Regions from separate parts of the Anser cygnoides genome. Here region 2 is linked to region 1. Evidence: chromatin contacts called from public Hi-C data. All regions are on one chromosome and are shown on one strand. Each heading gives the region's core, a stretch centred on a gene start, on an enhancer-like site or on the middle of the called end of the contact. The rest is flanking DNA. Distances are from core to core; before and after follow the strand shown.

What was found. Hi-C and Micro-C count contacts between places; a contact is called where the count stands out from the background.
Region 2: a contact with region 1 is called in a Hi-C map of liver, with 2.2 times the contacts expected there. The contact joins the promoter of SEL1L3 here to the promoter of SEPSECS in region 1. A contact is called at or near these places in 2 of 7 Hi-C or Micro-C datasets (both in liver).

Annotation. Positions count from the first base shown.
Region 1 is chr4:19,224,964-19,230,193 of Taihu_goose_T2T_genome, forward strand. It overlaps SEPSECS (Sep (O-phosphoserine) tRNA:Sec (selenocysteine) tRNA synthase), which reads right to left and starts at 3,035. Exons shown (of 11, transcript XM_048046833.2): 1 at 2,803-3,035; 2 at 1,497-1,651. The coding sequence starts at 2,916.
Region 2 is chr4:19,393,125-19,398,074 of Taihu_goose_T2T_genome, forward strand. It overlaps SEL1L3 (SEL1L family member 3), which reads right to left and starts at 2,043. Exons shown (of 24, transcript XM_048046822.2): 1 at 1,810-2,043. The coding sequence starts at 1,866. SMIM20 (small integral membrane protein 20) reads left to right here and starts at 2,172. Exons shown (of 4, transcript XR_010830988.1): 1 at 2,172-2,304.

The DNA of each region.
Region 1 (5,230 bases), core at 1,785-4,284:
AGTAAGCTACTAACAATACACATTTATTTATGCCTTTAATTCCGTTTTTGTCTTGGGAATGGAGTAAAATGCAGTCTCATGACTGGATGAAACTCAGAACTTCTTGGAGCACAGTTTTACAGTTTAGTGTTTTTTCCCCACTTCAAGCTATGGTTTGAAACGAACAATGGCTTGATAATCAGTTGAAACTTGCACCCAATCCTCACTCAATCAAAATATTTTCTTCCCTTAGTTTCTGCTGCTATGTTCTTAATGGCTTTCTCACACTTTGTTTTCTTTTCTGCACATAATTTACTTCTTTCTAAGGAGCTCTCAAAGTCTGGCCCTTAGAATGCGTCAAGCAGAAAGGACAGACAGCTCCACAACCATCTCCTGCCACCTCTAACCACTACCAAAGTTAGCTGGTAAAACTCACTGCAGAAATAAGTGGCATGGAGGAAAGCCTCTAAACCTTTCTTTGCTATTGCTTACGCTCACGGGTGAAGGTGAGATGCCATGGCTAAGGACAGCCTAGGCTCTCTGTGGCCAGAAGCTGGGCCTGCCTTCTCCAGCATCTTCAGCAAGCAGCTATGTAGATACTCCACTGGTGTGACTCTACCTCCCTCACGACATGTCTTAGACTAGACAGCAGTACAGAAAACAGAAAACCCAAACTGATGTACTAGTGGTTTTCTTCATCAATTTTTCATGGTATGGTAGGGTTTCAGAAAGCCATTAAGCTTCAGTAATTCAAATTCCATATGGTAAAGCTCACAACAATTCTGGTCTCTAATATGCTTTTGTGCTAATATTTCGAGGATAAACATTCCAAAAAGTTTCACTGAGTTTCGTTCATGCTGGACGGAACATCAGCAAAGACATTCACAGTACGGAACACTATGCAAAAAAAAAAGTTTATCTTCAGATATTAATGCAGAGCCACTAGAATTATAGCATTCAAAGCACCTGTCAAGTGTAAGAAGGGCTTCAAGCTATTAACAGATTTTCTAGTCTTTATAAATTTGCTTACTTCATATATAAATTTTAAATAGACTGAGTTTTTATGTGCATATCAACTTATCACATTATAAATATATTAATGAACATTAAAAATACAACTAGCTGTTCACTAGGAACGTTCAATACTTTAGAACTACAACATTCAGTACTTTTGAATAATACACAGAAGAAGAGCTGCACAGCGTTAAAAAGGCAAGTAATGCATGAATTATTTTAAAGCAGGAAGATCTCTCCTTGCATTCAATCAATTCGACAACTCAGGCTTCTATCACTTCAGCATACAGGACATAACCCTGACAAAAGATTTTTGTTACATTCAAGACTTTCCAATGAGTTATTAATGAAAATTTAATACAGAAAGTTGCATCAAGTCAATATTGCATTATACTATTTTTCTCAAATGCTATCTAGGTCTCAGATAACAATTGACAGTAAAATAAGCACTTTGGAAACATTAATAATAAAACAGAATAATTCAAACTGCCAATAAGGTGTACCTATAATGCCTTCGGGCTACAAGTCCTGACGCCACTCTTCCTTCCCTCTCACCCACACCGCAGTTGCCCAGGAAGTTATTGCTATCCATTATGGCAAGCTCATGAAGAAACAGTTCAATGGTGCTTTCATCCCATCCATCTTCAGGACACTTTCCCTTAATAATAATATAAAGATAACTCCTAAACTTGGAAATTAAGAACAAACACATCTTTATGTAATCTGGTTGATTGATGTTACCCTTCTTCTCCATGCTGAACTGTAGTTTGTATTTTGATTCTGCTTTCTGTTTTTTGTTACCTAGTGTTACAAACTTGTATTCAGAGAAATGTTAAATAATGATTTTTCCATATATTCAACACAATTACCGTTAGCATATCCTGATATTAAAATAGTCAGAGTATTTTTCACTTTCAAGTACCCTTTAAGGTACACACACCACCACTGCAGCACATACATGCTAATTGCTCCCTAGACTATGGATTATTTGATGTATACTCCACACACAGGCTTAACACTGCAGAAGTTCAGCAGGGCAAACTGGGTGAAAACGAGATAATTGGGATAATAGTAACAAAAATACTAATTATAAGCGGAATATAGTTTCAGCTGTAACTCATCTTCCTATCCACGTAGTTTCCTTTCCAGTTATTACCCTAATACTTCAAGACTTAACTACCTTCTGAAAGTAATTTGTATAGGGCTGGAAGCAGATACAGAGTTTTGTGTGCTCCTCTCGGTGTTAGAACCGCAGTCATCTTGGTGAAGTACAGAGAAGACCCTCAAAGGAAAGGCACTGTAAACTTGTAAAGCATTCCTATTGCAAATCAAAGTTTAGTGGTTTTTGTTGTTGTTTTGTTTTTGCTTTCGGTAACAAAGCTAATTCAATCGTATTTTTAGGTTAAACGTGTTGTATGAAAGCGAAGTCTGTCATGGTGGATGATGTGACTAATGAAAACGTTTGAAACATTCAAGAAACCATCGACAATGGCTCCGGAGACAAAGAAACACATCCCTCCGGCACCTCACGAGAGGGATTTAATTTCGTTATCAACGCATTTCGAAACAATCTGGCTGCCTGCCACCTTCCCTCAGCCCCGCGCGCCCTGAGGCCCTGAGGCAGCCCTGAGGCAGCCCTGAGGCAGCCCTTCGCCCCCACCCCCGCCGGGCGGCCCGGGCCGGCCCGTGGCAGCAGGTCCGGGCACGCCGCTCTCCCGGGACCTCCCTGCCCGAGATCCCGGCCCCAGCTCGGAGCCCCCCGGGCTCAGCCGGAGCCGGGGCCGGGCCGGGGGGCGGCACTGCGGTTACCTGCTCCAGCAGGGCCCGCAGGAGCAGCTCATGGCCGCGGCGGCCCTGCGCCCCCTGGCGCACGTAGGCCGCCGCCACCAGGCGCTCGCTGGAGCCGAAGTTCTCCGCGTTCATGGCCGGGGGGCGAAGCCCGGCTCCCCCTCAGCGGAGCGGTGCGGAGCGGGTTCGCCTCCACCGCCGCTCTTAGCGCGGCCGGCCGCTGCCCGCCCCGCGGAGCCGCATGCGCCGCCTGGCTGCTCCGGCGGCCCTCCCCTGGCGGAGGCCGGGCCCGTTCCGGGTGCCGCCGAGAGGTGTCGGGCTGCTCCGCGCCGCTGCGGGCCTCCATTTCCCCTCCTCGGCTCCTCTGAGGACCGAGGTGGCGGCCGGCGGCTGCCCGGCCCTCGGGGAGCGAACCCCGAGGGAGGTAGACTTGTTGGCCGAGGAGAGCTGGCTGGGGTGTGCTTCCCCCAAAAGTTTAGCGGTAGAGAACAGCCACGTAACGCCCCCTTCGGGTGCCCCTCAGGGTAAGGAGACCCTTTTGCTCCTCAGGAGGTTTCTGCGAACAAAGTTGAGCTGTCTGTGGTAAATCAAGGTGGTGTATGCAGCCAAATTCAGGCCCGCCCTACCCGAGTCAGGCAGTTCAGCAAAAAAAAAGCAAAAATTGTGTGATAGGTAGGGAGACGTGCTGCTGGGAATGATCCCATTTTCTTCCTTTTTGTGTTATTTGGGAAAATAGACAGGCCAGTAGGAAACCTGGGACAGGCCTTGCATCTTTGCTAGGAATTGCCAGCAAAGCCTGACCAGGCAGGAACCTTCCCACCCTTGTACTTGTCACTCCATGGGGGCTGGCAGGTTGCCCTTTGCTGTGCTGAAATAACCAGTGGCTAGCATGCAAAAAAACGAAGGGGCGCATTAAACACACAAGAGTGTTTGTTCCAGGGCTTCATATTAACCTGCCTGGTCGACTGAATTTGTTGATGAAGTCTTATCAGATTCTTCTGTTTTACACTTTTAAGCTCAGGTGGCTAAATAACATGAGAAAAGTACACAGTCACCGTCTTGATTCTGTATGTTTAATTACCCTGATTAGGATCTGTCAGGTGTTTTGGCTGAGTAATCTTACACGCCTGTTTGAATTGTCAGCTGAGACTATGATTAACACAGTTTCTTACCCTTTTCAGCATAAAAGAGCTTTGCAAATTGAATTGTCCTGCTTCTTAGTCTCCATAGTCATTCTGCGTTTGGACTGTTACGAGGCATTGTATTGATGTTATTTTAGAAACAGAACTATTCAGCTTGTTCTTTATTTGAAAGGATCACAAGGGGGCGCTCACCTAAAGCAAAAAGTGCCCTTTGTGCATGTATTCCCTGTTGGTTTTTTTTCTGTTTGTCCCGTTCCAATGTTTTGACGTGGTGCTCAGACTGATATTATAAACAAATGAGAAGGCGGACTGTGGGCTAGAATGATAGAGGCAAAAGTGTCAGCATGAGGAAAATGAGCAAACTTATTTGCATGCTCTAATTGTTAGTAATTTTAGTCCAGGTAGCTAATTGAGAGTATTAGCTACTCAGATTTAAAATTAATTGTTTGTTAATAACTATTATGGTGATGTGTATTTTGTTGAATGATGAGCTGTTGTAACATTTGAACTCTGCACCATTGAAGACAGAGGCAATGTAAAAGCTTCTTGAGATCAAAACATGGGCAAGTTACAGAATTCTCATTACAATAGATCAAAAGTAAGCGTTAAGTGTGTGTACACGTACACTAGCATGTGTAGATGGATCCCTACAGCAGAAGAAATAACTGATGAGTTATTTCTTGTTTACCTTATTCAAAAGAAATAATTCTTAAATCTTTTAGAAACCCATGGGTGAGCTGTTTAACACAATGCTAACAACTCACCCTACTGTAACTAAACCTACTGCAACTACTGTAGCTAAAGGAAGACGCATTCTTCTGTAGTGATGTGCTGAGCAAAATGTTAAGAGGTTTCTCATTTTAGTCTGACCTTTTTGTTTGCTTCATGCAGAAAATAAGCAGGATAATTTTCTGCGCTGCACATTGCATCCAGTTGTTGTATACTTCATATTCTTGTTTACTGGGCATAAAATGCCTATTCATTTGGAGTCACAATTGACTGAATATGTTCATTTTGAATAGAGAGGAATGGAAACAGAAATGTAAATGTGAACAGATTTTAACAAATGTTACAGATACTAATGATTACACAACTAAACATCCCAACTTTGTTCCAAAGTCCACTGGCTGACAGGTAACCTGAGACAAAACAAACACAAGTGAAGTATTTCAGCGAGGCTTTATTTTGTTAGTAACCGAGCAAAGTAATTTTTTTTCCATGATCCAGGTAATGTACAGAATGAATCATTATGGCATGAATAATTATGAGAATAATGAATAATAAATGCACATAATTGTTTTAGCTGA
Region 2 (4,950 bases), core at 793-3,292, 170 kb after region 1:
AATACTTTTTGACCTTGCAAGAAACAGTATGTGAAAACGGCTTGATCTGTATGATTTATTATGATTTTCCTTATGGCATGGCCCCCAGTTTATAAAAGTCATGCCATTTGGTTATCACAAAACATTGAAGTCTACCAGGTAGACACTACAAATCATCGTGTTACCACTGCATGCTTACCGCATACACATATTTACAGCTACAAATCATCCAGGCAGCTCTCAGTTTTCCCAGGGGTTTCTCCAGCACAGAGATATGGGAGCTGGCTCCCAGCAAAGACAGCTTGGGTCTGGCAGGGTTCATTAGCAAAGACGCAGCAGGATGTGAAATGTGGCCATCCGGCTTCCAATGAAAGGCTGACTGGCAGAAATTATGCTAGTGGTGTTTTTTTTTTTTTTTTTTTTCCTGTGGTGGGGATATCCCAAGGCAACTCAAAGCCAGCTCCTTGTAGTACAAACTGCTCCGAGAGCACCTAAGCATGACAAAGCGTGACCACTGATGCATAAGGTCAGCTTCAGCTGCCTTGCCCTCAGTGCCCGCTCTGCAAAATGGCTCGCACAGGCTTAGTCAAGAATCTTTTCTTTGTATTCTGTGGTGCCTCAGGTATTGAGGCACAAACTGCAAAAATGCACGAAGCACAGTCGGGTGTGCTGTTGCACCACACCTCATAAATCCTTCGGGATGCTCATCCAGCAAGGAACACAGTGAAAAGACCCCCCTGAGTGATCCCACAGCGATGCAGCTGTGGCAGACCACGGACAGCAAACTTTTCTAGACAGTGGCTGAGTCTGTTCCCACCTGGTTACCTCTGTACATCGCTCTCACGTACTGGGCAGCGTGCCTATTAAATAAATCTTTCTGTGAGGAACCCTAAACATCACTTCCCTCAGCATTACCTCAGACAACACAGGGTTAATTGTACATAATCTCTGGCTACAGAGAGCTAGGATGAAAGGATTACACAATGAGTGTGATTATGAGATTTAAAAGTAAAATTTTCCCAGTGTAGTAAACAGGCCAGCTATGGTGGATTAAAAATGGTATCATGAGACAGGCAGGGCTCAGCAAGAAAGGCACAGAGGCTTCATTGTGTGGGGCAACTTGATTGTAAAAGCCGTCCAAGTTTTCTTCTTGGATCTTTTTCTTAAACCTGCTGAACCTGAGGGAGTGAGCCCGAGCCATCTCACCAGTGCTGGGGTAAAATCACTGTGGGAGAAAATCACAACAATTAGTAGGAATTCTGAGCATTTGCAGTGGTGAAATACCACAGAAACGGTGCCTTCACTCACTGGAATACGATCTCAGCGGGATAAGAGCTCACCCTTGCAGAAATTCCACATGAGCCTTTGGGATCACACCAGTTCGCACCACACCTGAAGGTAACCCCAGCCCTTTACCTGCGCACACCCGCCACGTCACGCTTTTTTAGGATGTGTGAAGAGGAGACCTGCCACAAAAGGGTGCCGACCTGCTCCTATGTACCCATACCGGGTACACAAACGAAGACTTGGACAGGAGTTTGCATTTCGCAGCAGCAAAGAGGGGAAAGAAGCTTAGTTCAGCAGACGCCTTTACAACGCGATTGTTTCCAGCGGCTGATGCACCCCGAGGCAGACACCAGAGGCACCCCACTCTTCCAACCCTAAGGGGCCCAGTTCAAAGGGGTTCAAGCTAAAAGGGTTCAGTTTAAAGGGCTTCACTACACAAAGCTTGCCAGCCCCGAGCCCCCCGGCCCCCCGGGGCCGGTTCCTCAGCCCCGCCACCATTTTACGGCTCCCGGGGGGGAGCGCGGCAGGTGCTTCGCCACTCACCGTGAGGAGGAGGAGGAGGAGCGGGGGGACGCGGCGGGGCAGCCCGGCGGGCTCCATGCTGCCGCGGCGGCTCAGCAGCAGCAGCAGGGGGACGAGGAGGCGCCCATCGGCGTGGCGGCGCTGCCCACTGCCCGGCCGACAGGGCTGCGGCGGATCCGGCTTCCTGGAGGAGGAGGAGCCGCCGGCCGGGCAGGGCAGCGGCTCGCCCCGAGCAGCAGCCGCCGCCGCCCTCGCGTCCCCTCCGGCCTGCGGGGAGCCTGCCGTGTCCTGTCCCCCCGTGCCGCACCGGGAGGCGAGGAGCACGGCTCCGGGCGGCCGCCATCAGCCCCGGAACCGGCAGCGGCGGAGCCTCGGTGGAGGAGGAAGAGGAGGGGGCCGCCGCCATCATGGCGGGGCTGAGCCGCACGCTGGGCATCTTCGGCGGCTTCGTGGCCGTGGTGGGGGCGGCCCTGTACCCCATCTACTTCAGGCCGCTGCTGCTGCCGGACGAGTACAGTGAGTGCCGGGGGGCCGCAGGGAGCCGGGGGGCGCCGGGGAGCCGTGTCCCCAGAGGTCGCTCGGCGCTGCCACACGGGGCTCCTGCCGTCTGCCCGGCGCCCGGCACCCCGCTGCCGGCGGCTGGTGGGGCTCCTGAGGGGGTTCTAGGAAGAATGACCAAAAATAGGGCGGCAAACTTATTGATCTTCTCCGAGGGACTTTAGCCTCGCTTTGGAAGTGAAGTAAAATGTAACTGGAAAGCAACGGGAGTTATTTAATGTTGGTGAAGCTGCAGACTGCCCCCAAAGACAGGTGTTCTCCCCTGTGTTCCCATTTAAAATCCTTACTCTTCTTTGCCTACCTTACTCTTTTTTACTTGAGGTGTGGTCTCCAAAAATGTTATGTGTGATCCTTCATTACGGAAGGGAGAGAGCCAATGGATAATTTCCTCACCTGTGTTTGCAGGTTACATAAGCAAATGATCCCTGTCAGGAATTTTTTTAAGTCTCCATTTAACACATAAAATGGGCAGTGTACAGTTAGTAAATACTTACACTTGGTATTTCGTGCCTGATTCTAGGCTTTATTTAGCACATTCTGCTCAAACTCTCCTTGGACTGCACCGTCAGTAACTTCCCTTCCACCTTGGGATATTCTGTGATCCCTGTGCTTTCCTTGATGCTCACCAGTTGCATGAGAGCAGCACAAGCACTCACCTAACACTTAGAGGAGAACATGGACTTTCATGGTTGTGGTACTGCTGTGGAAATAATAATTTTAGGGTTTGGGCTACAGAGGTTTTAATTTTCTGAGTACACTCTAGTAAGCTGTATAGCAACAAAACTTCGAGAAGATTGCTGCCCCCCCCCCCCCCCATTAACTTGAGCTGTGGGTGAATACTCATTATTTCTGCGTATTGGGAAGCTGGGTCTGCAGTCGGACATCTGGGTTTGCATCCCGTAGTAATCCTGCAAGAGGCGAGAATGGATTGTAGTTCTCGAGTGACATTCAGCTACGTAAACATGGAGTGCCATCTTTTCTTTCTTCAGCCTCGTGTTTCTTGTGTGTCACCTGAATTCTGCACAAGTGAGGCACGGTATGCTCAGGAACAAGTATTTTCTGCGTGATACTCACACATCTTCAGAGGAGTTCCTAGAGGTTTAACAAATAAAATGGAAGATACTTGGGAAAACAGCGTGTAATCAAATTGCTAATTTGTGCCATAAATTGTGCACACAGGGGTTTCTGACTTAATTTCATAAATAAATGCTATAATTTTATAGCTTTTTAGCATCTCCGTTTCTAGCTTTGATGTTCCTAATATTTTCATGTCTGGGACTAGTTTTAAAATAGACTATTTCCTCTTACTAAACACATAGTTTAGTGGCAGCATTGAAACCTTGAGATCTTTCCACCTCTTCCACTTAGATTAATTAATGCAGCTGGTTGACAGAATCTATTTGGGTTGATGCCAGATGGGAATAAGGCATTTTCTCAGTAGAATCCATGTTTTTGCCGAATTGTGAGACTCTGCTCCTTCTGCATCCTGTGAGGTGGTTGTCCTGCCATCGAGACTGGCTTTTTCTCATTTTTCTTTGTTTTACCCATTTTCCAAGTTGCTTCCAGGCCCCATCCTAGTCTCCCTATTGGCCATTCTGTGTCCAGTCTCTGTGTTTCTCGTCTGTTTCTTCTCTGTGCTGGTTTCTTTGCCTGACCAGCCAACAGCTCTTTCTGTTCACCCCAAGTGTGTTTCAGACAGACCTCTCAAATTGATTCCCATTTTGATCTCTGCCTTTCCTCTTATTTTAGCATCCATCTCATACTCTTTGGCTGTCCTTCTCCATGTCTAGGAATAAGTCTGATTCCTTGCCCTAATTGGTTCTGTTTTCTCTGAGTTTTACACCCTATTGTTTGAAAATGGATTGAGATTTTGTATGCTAAAGAGTATGGAACAGCAGTTCTTATTCTCAGTGCGCAGAACTGAGTGCCTGTCCCCTTGATATTCCTGCTAGTGTCTAGTAGCCTTAGTCATGTACCTAGACAGCCTGATAACATGCAGTGCTTGTGCATTCTAAGTGTGGTAGGATGTGCAAAAACTTTAGTTTTAAGGTGGGCTTAGTTCAGAGTTTCACCTGAGACAGTGCACACAACAATTTTTTTAGAGGATTAAAAAATTCAGTGGGATTGACAAAAGGCTAATAATCCAGACAAGCTTTGACTTCCTGTTCAAAGCACTACAGTGGTAAAGCACTTGACTGGAAAGGGGGAAAAAAGGGAGGGAAACAGGGAAAATGATATGGTTTTGTCCATTTCTCTTTCTGGAAGTGTTTTGATTTAAAAAAAAAAACAAACAAAAAAACCCTGAGACAGGCCCACTCTGTGGAAAACATCCTCCTAATACTCAATTTCATGAAGTTTGCCAGCAGTAATTTTATAGATGCTGCCATGAAATCTGTTTGTGATGAGACAAAAGATTTTTCAGGACCTGAAGATGGGGATCACTGGTTCTGGAAGTAATAAATCTTTTGAGGAGTTTTGCATTGAGCATGTGAGGGGTAGCTCCTAAAAGTACCGGTCATTGCTTAAGTTATGGCATCGCAACAGGTATATCAGCATTTTTTAGAAAAGTAGTCATTACTTTAAGATGACTATCTTACAGGTTGT